Linked DNA regions of Sus scrofa: all the other regions are linked to region 2. Evidence: chromatin contacts called from public Hi-C and HiChIP or PLAC-seq data. All regions are on one chromosome and are shown on one strand. Each heading gives the region's core, a stretch centred on a gene start, on an enhancer-like site or on the middle of the called end of the contact. The rest is flanking DNA. Distances are from core to core; before and after follow the strand shown.

Evidence for each region. Hi-C and Micro-C count contacts between places; a contact is called where the count stands out from the background. HiChIP or PLAC-seq counts read pairs in DNA pulled down with a chosen protein or histone mark.
Region 1: a Hi-C map of embryonic fibroblasts shows a contact between it and region 2, with 2.4 times the contacts expected there. The contact joins the enhancer-like site here to the promoter of CRYZL1 in region 2. A contact is called at or near these places in 1 of 5 promoter capture datasets (fetal liver), 4 of 47 Hi-C or Micro-C datasets (embryonic fibroblasts, epiblast stem cells and liver) and 2 of 2 datasets of contacts at active chromatin or transcription factors (alveolar macrophages and skeletal muscle).
Region 3: a contact with region 2 is called in an H3K27ac HiChIP or PLAC-seq map of alveolar macrophages. The contact joins the enhancer-like site here to the promoter of CRYZL1 in region 2. A contact is called at or near these places in 1 of 5 promoter capture datasets (fetal liver), 7 of 47 Hi-C or Micro-C datasets (embryonic fibroblasts, epiblast stem cells, fetal heart ventricle and 2 more) and 2 of 2 datasets of contacts at active chromatin or transcription factors (alveolar macrophages and skeletal muscle).

What each region holds. Positions count from the first base shown.
Region 1 is chr13:197,337,576-197,341,584 of Sscrofa11.1, reverse strand. It overlaps ITSN1 (intersectin-1), which reads right to left. Exons shown (of 42, transcript XM_021070946.1): 5 at 3,275-3,435. Among named protein-coding and RNA genes, the nearest start is that of ITSN1, 38 kb to the right of the region's middle. Within about 2 kb of position 1,769, at least 6 of the 83 cell types and tissues checked have an H3K27ac peak or open chromatin away from gene starts, as enhancers often do. A contact at or near this core is called in alveolar macrophages, embryonic fibroblasts and skeletal muscle, where this site is marked.
Region 2 is chr13:197,246,153-197,249,758 of Sscrofa11.1, reverse strand. CRYZL1 (crystallin zeta like 1) reads left to right here and starts at 1,374. Exons shown (of 13, transcript NM_001098596.1): 1 at 1,374-1,422.
Region 3 is chr13:197,356,732-197,360,287 of Sscrofa11.1, reverse strand. All of the region lies in intron 8 of ITSN1 (intersectin-1), which reads right to left. Among named protein-coding and RNA genes, the nearest start is that of ITSN1, 57 kb to the right of the region's middle. Within about 2 kb of position 1,992, at least 2 of the 83 cell types and tissues checked have an H3K27ac peak or open chromatin away from gene starts, as enhancers often do. A contact at or near this core is called in alveolar macrophages, where this site is marked.

The DNA of each region.
Region 1 (4,009 bases), core at 520-3,019, 91 kb before region 2:
TGAAAACAAAAAACAAAACAAAACAAAACAAAAAAAACCAACCTCCCCTTGAAACATTTGAGTCCAGACTAAAAGAAGCAGCATGCTGTGTACAAATGCACTGAGGGAAGAAGGTACCAGGCATACTCACAGAATGTCCTGGAATACAGCCGGGTTCCCTCAGGCAGATCATGACATCACTGCACCCCATTTTCCTCTTCTTACCCAAATGACTGCTGGACCCCTAGCCAGCCTTCACTCCACAGGGCGCTAACACCTGCCTTAACCTTGGGAGGGTGCCAAGGCTCCATGTCACGCAGGTGACTTGGTGATAATGAGAGAGCGAGGGTAACAAGGAAGCCAAGAGCCCCGAGGAAAACTGGGAGTTTGGATGGGCTCTAACCTCCCTTTCAGAGACATGGTCTCAAGCAAACTGTTCAAACTTCTTGGAATCTCAGTTCTCCCATTTATATAACAGGGCCAATAATTTCCCCTCACTTCTAGGGTTACTGCTGTGACCAAATAAAAGACTGTATGAGAAGGCGCAGGGCTAGGAAATCCATGGTCAGATGACGTCTGATATTAATTAGGAGTTCCCACTGTGACAACAGGATTGGCGGCGACTTGGGAGTGCCGGGACGCAGGTTCGATCCCTGGCCCAGCACAGTGGGTTAATGATCCAGTGTTGCCACAGCTGCAGCTTAGTTCACAACTACAGCTCGGGTCTGATCTCTGGCCCGGGAACTCCACATGCTGCAGGGCAGCCAAAAAAAGGGGGAAGAAATGTCTAATGTTAATTAGAAAATAATGATAACGGTAATAAATTCTATTTTTAAGTGGCCAGAAGGATAAAGAAAAAAGTTACCTTGGGCTGAGCTGAGAGGTAGAACTAGATTTAGTGGCAAAGGCTAAATCTGTGAGTCAACTTGGGCAAAGAGGATTAGGACCACATACTTTGTTTTTATTTTTATTTTTTTTAAGTATCCATATTTTATTTATTTTATTTTATATTTTTGGCCATGCCGACAGCATGTGAAAGTTCCCAGGCCAGGGATCGAACCCGAGCCATAGTGGTGATAACATGGCATCCTTAACCTGCTGAGCCACCAGGGAAGTCCAGGACCATGTACTTTTAACCTCTTATTTTCTGTTATTCCCTTCTAATAAACAGTATACTGAGAAGGCTGATGGGATGAGAATGATGGGAGGAAAGGCAGTGGAAAAGCCAAGACCAAGAGTTCCTGCTGTGGCTCAGCGATTAAGGAACCCAACTAGTATCCATGAGGACACAGGTTCCATCCCTGGCCTCGATCAGTGGGCTAAGGATCCAGTGTTGCTGTGAGCTATGGTGTAGGTCGCAGACATGGTTCAGATCCTGAGTTGCTGTGGCTGTGGTGTAGGCCGGCCGCTGCAGCTCCAATTCGACCCATAGCCTGGGAACCTCCATATGCTGCAGGCGTGGCCCTAAAAAGACAAAAAATACAAAAGAAAAAAAGAAAAAAAAAGAAAAGCCAAGACCAAGAGTTGAGTTCTGATGGGCAGGGCAGTTTAGAAGTCCTGGCTTCCCTTAGAAGCTGGGGCGGGTGACTCAAGTGCCGGTAAAACCCTCTGGGCAGCGAGGCCACACCTCCTGAAAATATATCAGCAGTATCCCTAGAGGTGAAATTCCTACAGCAGAATGGAATAAGAGAAGACATATTAAATGTCAGAGCAAGAATTACTGACCCCTGGGTTTGAGAGAAAAAGAGGAAATGGGATGCCTGTGGTTACCTGACCCTTTCTCCAGGGTCAAGGTTTCTTCTTGCAGCCTCGGAAGAGAGGCCAAAAGCAAACCAAACACCCTCTAGCTGCTTTGGGTCCTGACCAAATGTTGGCTACGAGCCCCTTCGGGCTTGTAGATTCAGAGCAACTTCCACTTTTAAATAAGCTCCTTCATGGAGGGCTAGGTGCTGTGAACACACCATGGGCGGGGTGGGTCCCGTGGAGACTCCAGCACTGCCCACTTCCACTCTTCCTAGCCCTGCAATCACATGACTTTTTGAGTTTTTCCTTCTTCTCCTGGATCACTATCCTACCTGCCTAACCCCCAACCTGTTAATCTCTCCCTTGAAAAGATCCAGACTTGGAGTTCCCGTTGTGGCTCAGCAGAGTAAGAACCCGATGAGTATCCATGAGGATGCAGGTTCGATCCTTGGCACTGGTCAATGGGTTAAGGATCCAGCATTGCTGCAAGCTGCAGTGTAGGCTGCACATGCAGTTTGGAGCTGGCACTGCTGTGGCTGCGGTGTAGGCTGGCAGCCGCAGTTCCGATTCAGCCCCTAGTCTGGGAACTTCCATATGCCACGGGTGCGGCCATAAAAGACAAAAAGAAAAAAAAAATCCAGATGGGTGGCTCAACGTCATCCAGAGAAGGGCAATGCAGAGTTTGTTTTTAATAGTGAATCTATTATGTAAAAGCACAGCATTTATGTACCTCGGTTTATCATCAATGGTATCAGTGCCAACCTGAATGACTGACTGGCTCCTCCCAAAATGTCCAGTTTCTCACGAGTCATCAGATAGAACAGGATGGAGAGAGGGAAAGAAACTCTTCTCTGCAACTTTCGTAGTTTGTTTAAACTATCTAAGGACTTTCCCATGAATGAGATGTTAGCTCGGATTACTGCAATCTTTCAACCAACCTAAATAATTAAAGTCTAGGGTGAGAACAGAGAAGAAATCAAAACTGTTGGGAATCGTGGTCAACTCATGACCCTTTAATTTGTAGGAAAAACGTCTGCTGAAAAGACATTTATGGGATGATAGTTTAGATCCAGATAATAGGCCTTTTTTCCCTTGGTGGCATTTTGTTCAAAGAAAGAACGCAACGTGGCCAAGTTGCCTCACTACTGCAAAGAAAATATATATTTCTAGATACCATAAATGAAAGGAAACACACGAGGAAACATAAAGACAGTCTGAAAACAGAAAGCGAAAAGGAAGCATGTAACAACGTGAGGGCCGAGAATCCAGTAAGAGAAAGACAGATGTAGGTGCCAGCCGCACGCTGCAAGCTCGCTCCTTTTCCCCCAGCCATTTGCACCTTGCTTTTCATTTTAATGACTCTCCCCCCAGGGGTAGAAGGTGAACCTTCTTCCCTTCCATCGGTGACTTTCTGTGCAGGGCTGTCATTTTTCAGACAGTATACCTCCTAGAATTTCACAACGCTACAAACTGCAAGGGAGGGATAAAAGGGGAAATGCTTATTTTAAAAACATACAATGAAACATAGGACCTGATGTCTTGTCAGACTCACCGAACGCTGGTGCACTAGAAATAGCAACTGGTTGCTGCTTCATGACAGGGGGAAGTGCGGAGGGGAGCTGATAGCCTTGGAGCTTCAGCTTGATGAGTTTCATGGCTATGGAAAACTCCACTTGATCCATCCTTCCGTCATTATTCATGTCAGCCAGCGCCCTGCGAACCGGCAGCAAAGGCTCAGAATGACTGTGACCTTAAAGGAATCTCTCCCCAACCATTCGCACCCACACAAAAGCTAAAGAATCAGCTCCTGGGAGCCTGGGGAGAACAAAACACACACAGGCGTTCCCATCATGGCTCAGCAGGTAGTGAACCCAACCAGGATCCAAGAGGACATGGGTTCGATCCCTGGCCTCACTCAGTGGTTAAGGATCCCGAAGTGGTGTGAGCTGTGGTGTAGGTCGCAGACTGGCTTGGATCCCGAGTTGCTGTGGCGGTGGTGTAGGCCGGTGGCTACAGTTCCAATTCGACCCCAGCCTGGGAACCTCCACATGCAGTGAGTGTGGCCCTAGAAAGACAAAAACAAAAACCCACGAAACTAGTTTACCAAGCTGTCGGGGAAAACTAACAAGATTTTACATAAATATGCAATAGTTGTTACTGTGATACCCTTATGGGATACAAAGGCTAATTTTCACTCTGAATGTCAGGGTATGTACTATGGACATCAAATACAGTTCCTTCTTGGAATGATGAAAATGGTTTACTAGGACTTCCCTCTGTGGCACAT
Region 2 (3,606 bases), core at 125-2,624:
GGCAGCGAGGTCAGCCCTAGAAGGACCGACCGCCTCATGTCCCCCGAGGGAAGGAGGAACCCCGCTCCGCCCGCCAAGGCTGTGGATGCCCATTCAACCCGAAGCGCGTCCCGCGGCCGCCACCCCCTCTATCCGCCGCGGAGCCCCCGCCTCCCAGAGACCGCCAGCCGGCCGCCCCACCGCCACCCCCGGGAGGATGGGAAGGACGAGGCTCAGGGGTGGCGAGCGCCGCGCCTTCAAGGCGCGCGGCAAAGGGTGAAGGGTGCCCGGAGGGACGCGCACTGGCCCGCGGGACGCGCGCCCCGGGCGGCCATCGCGCCGACCCCCGCGGCGACCCCCGCCCCCGCCGCCTCCCGGGTCCAGGCCGCCGAGGTCCAGCCTGCTCCTCACCTCATTTCCAGGCGGGTCCGCGCTGCCGCCCCACAGACAAATCAGTGCAGCTCACTCGCCGCGAGAAGGGACGCAGGAGCCGCAGCCCTGCACACCATCCCCGCCCGCCCGCCCGCCTCTCCGTGCGTCCCGGAGCCCCGCTCGGGATTCTCCCTTGCGAGCCGCCGTACTACGGAGCAACCAAGCTGCGCTCCCTCCCCTCTTCTCCGCTCTTTTCTACCTCCTTCGCTCCCTCCCTCGCTCCCTCGCTCCCGCCTATCTCCTCATCTCCCTCGGCTGCCTACCCCGCTCCCATCCACCCCTCCATCTCCTCCCACAGGTGGGTGGGGACAAAAGCGCTGCCAATCAAAAGAAAGGGCCCGCACCTCCTCTCCGCCCCTTACCTCTAGCCCCGCCCACAGGGGAGAACGCAATGAGAGGGAGCCAATAAAAATGGAAGAGGGCAGAGTAACAGCCTAGTAATCCAATGAGCAAGCTCAAAGAGGACGTGTGCAAGACTCTCCTCCTCCCCGCCCCCCTTCCAGAAGGCGTAACTAGAGGTTTCTGGTCTGGGATTTTCTTCAAGTGGTCGTGGAGATTTTGTTCCATAATTTCAGTGTGTTTGTCCTTGCCGTGGGAGGAAAGACACTAGTTAGCATGCATTCAACTAACGGAAGGTTTAAAGGAGAGAACAATGTGGTCGCAAAAGGGAGGCGGGACGTAGTCCAAGGAAGGTGATGGAGATACGGTTGGAATGAGGAAGGGTGTGGTCTTCAACTGAAATTTGCATAAAACTGAACCCTTCGGCAACTAGGACTTTACGCATTTATTGGCAGCCCCTGATGCCTCTCCTCAGAGCATGCCGGGAGATGTAGTTTCAAGTTTGGTTGCTATGGCGTTCTCTACAGCTTCCGAGAGTCGGAGAGTCTCCTAGAGTGACGAGCGGCCTGACCAATGGGAGCATCTCCTGGCCCATAGGGGGCGGGCTCTCCGCAGAAGGCCTTGAAGGTGGCGGTGGTGGAGGTGCAGGCCGTTGGGGCGTCTTGGAAGCAGGTGAGCGCGGAGAAACGGGTTGTGTGTCTTGGGAAACCGGGCTTTGGGCGAAAGATCCGAGAAGGCCCGTGGAACTGTCCAGCCCTGGGGCGGATGGTGGTTCACGTCGCGCACCAACCGCAGACCCTCCTGGGCCCCGGCCTAGCTTAGCTGAGGCCGCTGAGGGGCGGTTAAGACTTAATTTGACTGAGGATTTCCTGGTCCTTTCAGGTTTCGGTGGTAGATTTTATCTGTTTGCCGCTCCCTCCACATTTATGGAGGCAGAAGTCTGAAAGGTCTTTTCTACAGAATCTCCCAGGTTGGATTTTTCCCCCTCTTGCATCTTTTTGTTCTTACACTTTGAGTGTCTTTTTCTTGCTGCCTTACTTCTCGATCACCGCTTTCTCCTCCTTTACGTTTTTTGTGTTTGGGATATTTTTTTGGGGGGGGAGCAATTACTTAAAGCGAGTGTATTCGCATTTATATAACTGTAGGGCCAGATTTGCCCATCACATTGAAGCTAAAGAGAGTATTTGGGAGCAATGCGTGAGAATCACCTCAGTCTTAAAGGTCTGGGCGGGTCCTGAGAATCTGCATTTCTGACACGCTCGCAGGTGCTTCTAGTCCACGTTGTATGAGCAGCAACGTTCTGCATCAGCTCTGCTGAGTACAAATTTAATGGGAGCCACATTAAAAAAAAAAAAGAAAGAAAAGAAAAGAAAAACATGAAATTAACTTTAGTGTTTCATTTAACCCCGTATATCTAATACATTATCATTTCGACACATAATCAAATATTTTAAAATGGAGACGTGATACAGTCTCTCTTTTTTTCGTATTAAGTCTTTGAAGTCTGATGGGCATCTTACACTAACAGCACACCACAATTCTGACAATGCACAGTTCAAGGGCTCCTTAACCACTAGTAGCTTCTCTTACTGGACAGCACAGATCTAGATGATATAATAACCCACTGCAGAAATTAATAGGTGCTAATAAAGCTCAGGTTGCACCTGGTAGAACCCCTTACTGCTCTGTGAGATGGGCTTTGGAGCTACTTGACAATTTCTCTGCTCAATTTACAGAAATAAGAGCAAAAATAGCCGCCATTTATTGAACACTTATTTCATGCCAGGTATTGTATTGAGTGTTTTGCATGTGTTGTTTAAGCCTTCCAGTCACCCTTTGAGGTACCTGCTATAATTATACCTGTCTTACAGGTATGGAATCCAAGGCCCAGGAGGCTAGAATTATGTAGGCCAAGTCATACAGTGAAGAAGCAGGAAAGCCAGGATTCAGAGTAAATTCACTTATGACTTCTAATCCTATCCATCAACCACTGCAATGTATAATTATTCCCTTTAATCCCTAATTTCAACTCATTGATACCTTTCCTCCAGTTTATGGCAGGGGTTGAGACATTCAAATTTGAAACAGTTTCAAATGTCAGTTGCAATAAAATATGTTGGTAGTTTTAATCTTTTTTTTTTTTCTTTTTTTCTTTTTTGGCTACCCCTCGGCCTGTGGAGTTCCCGGGCCAGGAATCAGATCCTAGCCACAGTTGTAACCTTCGCTGCAGCTTCAGCAATACCGAATCCTTTAATCCACTGTGCCAGGATGGGGATGGAACCTGTGTCCTGGCACTACAGAGACACCACCGATCCCATTGTGCCACAGCAGGAACTCCTGTTTTGGTAGTTTTACAATGCTCTGTGCTGTGCATTCAAAATCAAAGTTCTAGAATGAGGAAGAGTGTTCAAAACCTCAAGGAGATATTTAGGGCTTTGAACCATTACTGTACCCTGGGCAGTAATATGTATTGGTTCACTCTTGCACCTTCTTGAAGGAAGAAGATGAGAAAGCTGGAGAATTCTTAAAATGTTTCCCTATGGAATCACAATGTTTTGGCGGCAGGGGTGGGGGAGTTGGTGAAAAAGATTTTTTAGATTCAAAAAAGTTTTTGACATTTTATTATTTCCATATTATAACTTTTAAATTATACTGTCCTGAGAATCCTTCTTGGCTACTGTCCTGAGAATCCTTCTAAACCAGAGCTTAGCGTTGCACTTTCTATGGAGCAGGTGTCTAGAAAATGTTGGTAAGGCAATAGTCCAGGTGCTGTTGACCTCTTGAATCTTTAATGGTCAGGTTACTGTCGGTTTAGAAATGTCCTATTACTCTAGACCAAAGAACTAGACAGTCCAC
Region 3 (3,556 bases), core at 743-3,242, 110 kb before region 2:
CCCTAGCCTGGGAACCTTCATATGCCGCGGGAGCAGCCCTAGAAAAGGCAAAACGACAAAAAAATATACATAAATTAAAAAGGCAATCAAGCCCCAATGAAAAAGGGAAGGAACCCAAGGCACAGCTTTTGGCGTAGAGGCAACAAATTTTTGTTAAATAGATGTTTGATGAAGAACAAGAATGTAAAAGATTAGAGTCACAAAACACAACCTGCCATTTTTCCCGGGTTACCATCTCTATTTGTTGTGGGTTTCTATTTACAAAGCTGCAACTTAGTCTCTCTAAATTCAAAATCTTCTACCAACACCTGCTGCTTCCACCATGACGACGAGCAAATTCACACAAGATTCAGAGAATCGCAGAGAAAGAAGGCACCTTAGGAGAGAACTCTGCCACCTATTCCATTATAAAGACTTTTTTTTTTTTTCCCCAAAAAAAAAAAAAAGGCTTGCTCAAGGTTGCTCAAATGGCTAATATCAGAGCCACTTCCTAGGTTAGCGATAAAGAAGAATTCCTGGAATTTCAACCCTCCTCTCAAAAATCAGCTCTCATTTCTTAAAATACTTGTAAATATCTTCATTTCTGGCAGGAAACTAGCCTTGGATACCAAAGGCTACCATGGAAGGTTTTGAATGTTTAAATAAACCATTGTTGGGGGAGAGAGAGAAAAGGCTTTTGTCCACCAGTGACCCCCAGGCGTGGCCCCAGGATGATGGACAGACCATGGAATGGAAAGCAATAGCAATTACGGTGGGAAGATGACTACATGTAATATTTTGCTTGTTCTGTGGTATACTAGAATGAGAAAAGTTCACTGATCATTTTTTTTTTTCTTTTTGTGACCTAAGCCGTAGCTGTGGCAACGCCAGATCCTTAACCCACTGTGCTGGGCTGGGAATCAAACCTGTATCCTAGCGCTCCCAAGACACTGCCAATCGCTGTGTCATAGCAGGAACTCCCACTGATCATTCTGTTTAGTCTCTAACATTGCATTTATTTATTTAATTTTGTATGTGTGTGTGTGTGTCTTTTTGTCTTTCATAGTGTGGCATATGGAGGTTCCTAGGCTAGGGGTCAAATTGGAGCTGTAGCTACTGCAATATGCCACAGCAACTCAGGATCCGAGATGCATCTGCAACCTATACCACAGCTCACAGCAACGCCGGATCCTTAACCCACTGAGCGAGGCCGGGGATCGAACCCTCATCCTCAAGGATGCTAGTCGGGTTCACTACTGCTGAGCCATGACAGCAACTCCTAACATTGCATTTAGAATGCTGGCAACAATAAAGTAGAATTAGCAAAACTAGAGAATGCTTTAATTTGTACTTGCAACAATCCTGCCCACTTCAGAACTATATAAAAGGAAGTTCATATTTTGTCTAATTTCAATAAAATGTGTCACGACAAATGAAAAGAACTAGCCCTGGGCCTGGATATCAGGACACTCAGATTCTACTCCTGACTCTTCTATTCAGTAATGACCTGTGATATTAAGAAAACTACTTTCCCAGAGTTCCCGTTGTGGTGCAGAGGGGTAAGAGCCTGACTGCAGCCGCTCAGGTCACTTTGGAGGTGTGGGTTTGATCTGTGGTCTGGAGCAGTGGGTTGAAAGGATCCAGCATTGCCACAGCTGCTGCGAATGTGGCAGTTGCAGCTGAAATTCAATCCCTGGCCTGGGACCTTCCATATGCCATGAGTGCAGCCATTTAAAAAAAAAAAAAAAAAGGATAGAAAACTACTTTGCCTCTGTAAAACAAAGTTCCTTAGTCTCTAAAATGAGGGAAATGATCTAGAACAGGGATTGGCCAACCACTGCCCACATGCCACATGTGACCTGCTGCCTGTTTTTGCAAATAAAATTTTACTGCAACATAGCCATGTCCATTCATTTAAGCAAGATCTACAGCTGCTTGTGTACTGCAACGGCAAAGCTGAGCAGTCGCGACAGAGTATGACTGCAAGCCTAAAATGTTTACTGTTTCGCTCTTTGCAGAAATAGTGTGTTGACCCATGCACTAGAACATCACATGAGTCTTCTGCAGTTCTAGTACTTAACTCTGTAAGTCCTAAGCCAAAGTTGCGAAACGTTAAGTTAGATTGGCAACCGTGAAGACTGTATCTCAGGACAACATAAAATCAAGCTGCGGGTGTACAGAACGATCCTGGAGCAGCCTATGTTCAGGAAAGGAATATGGGCTGATCAGGAAATATCACGGGGATAAACAAACATCTCTAGGTCACAGAGCTGCAATGGGCATCCCTGTTTGGGCGGGGAAGCATGAATGGAAAGGACAGAGATAATTAAACGCAGTCAATGCTTTATTCAAACAATGACTAAGATTTTTAGCTTTTGTGATAAACGTATGAATAACAAATACCCATTGTTTCAGAAAGGAAGGAGATAATCAAATACCTCTTTGAGAAGATGAGCAATAGTAGCATTACTAGAATTCTAGAGCTACTTATAGAACACTTTGATTAAAGAATAACTCCCCCCTTTTGTAAGAGTGTCTCTCTTTTTCTTTCTTAGGGCTGCACCCAGGGCATATGGAGGTTCCCAGGCTAGGGGTAGAATCAGAGCTGCAGCTGCCGGCTTATGCCACAGTCACAGCAATGCAGGATCCAAGCCATGTCTGTGACCTATACCACAGCTCATGGAAATGACAGATCCTTAACCCACTGAGCAAAGCCAGGGTTCGAACTTGCATCGTCATGGATACTGGTAGGGATCGTTACCACTGAGCCACGACAGGAACTCCAGAGTGTCTCTTTTTAAAACTCTTATTTATTTTTTTATTTACTGCTTTTTAGGGCTGCACCCGCAGCATATGGAGGTTCCCAAGCTAGAGGTCTAATTAGCGCTGTAGCCACCGGCCTACACCACAGCTCCGGGCAATGCTGGATCCTTAACCCACTGAGCAAGGCCAGGGATCGAATCTGCAACCTCGTGGTTCCTAGTCAGATTCGTTTCCGCTGCGCCATGACAGGAACTCCGAAACTTTTATTTTTAAATAAATTCTACTGGAGAATAGTTGACTTGGCTGTGTTGATTTCAGGTGTGCAGCAAAGTAAATATGAGTGTCTCTTTTATGAGCACACAACAGCATATACCTCATGTTGAGAAGAGATAAGGGGTAGTTCCCATTGTGGCTCAGTGGTTAACGAACCCAACTAGCATCCAAGAGGATGTGGGTTCAATCCCTGACCTCGCTGAGTGGGTTAAGGATCCGGCATTGCCGTGAGCTGTGATGTAGGTTGCAGACACGGCTCGGATCTTGCATTGCTGTGGCTATGGTGTAGGCCGGCAGCTACAGCTCCGATTCGACCCCTAGCCTGGGAACCTCCATATGCCGTGAGTGCAGCCCTAAAAAAAAAAAAGCAAAAAAAAAAAAGGGGGGGGAGAGAGAAGGAACAAGGGGGTGCCCACCTAACCAGGTGCATCAGCTAAATCCACCCAGGCAATCAGTGGGGTAAACTGTGCCCCAAATAGATTATCTTCACTTCCCACAGTGAGTAAGCTCATATCACAAGCCCAGAGGGTCTCACTTTCTT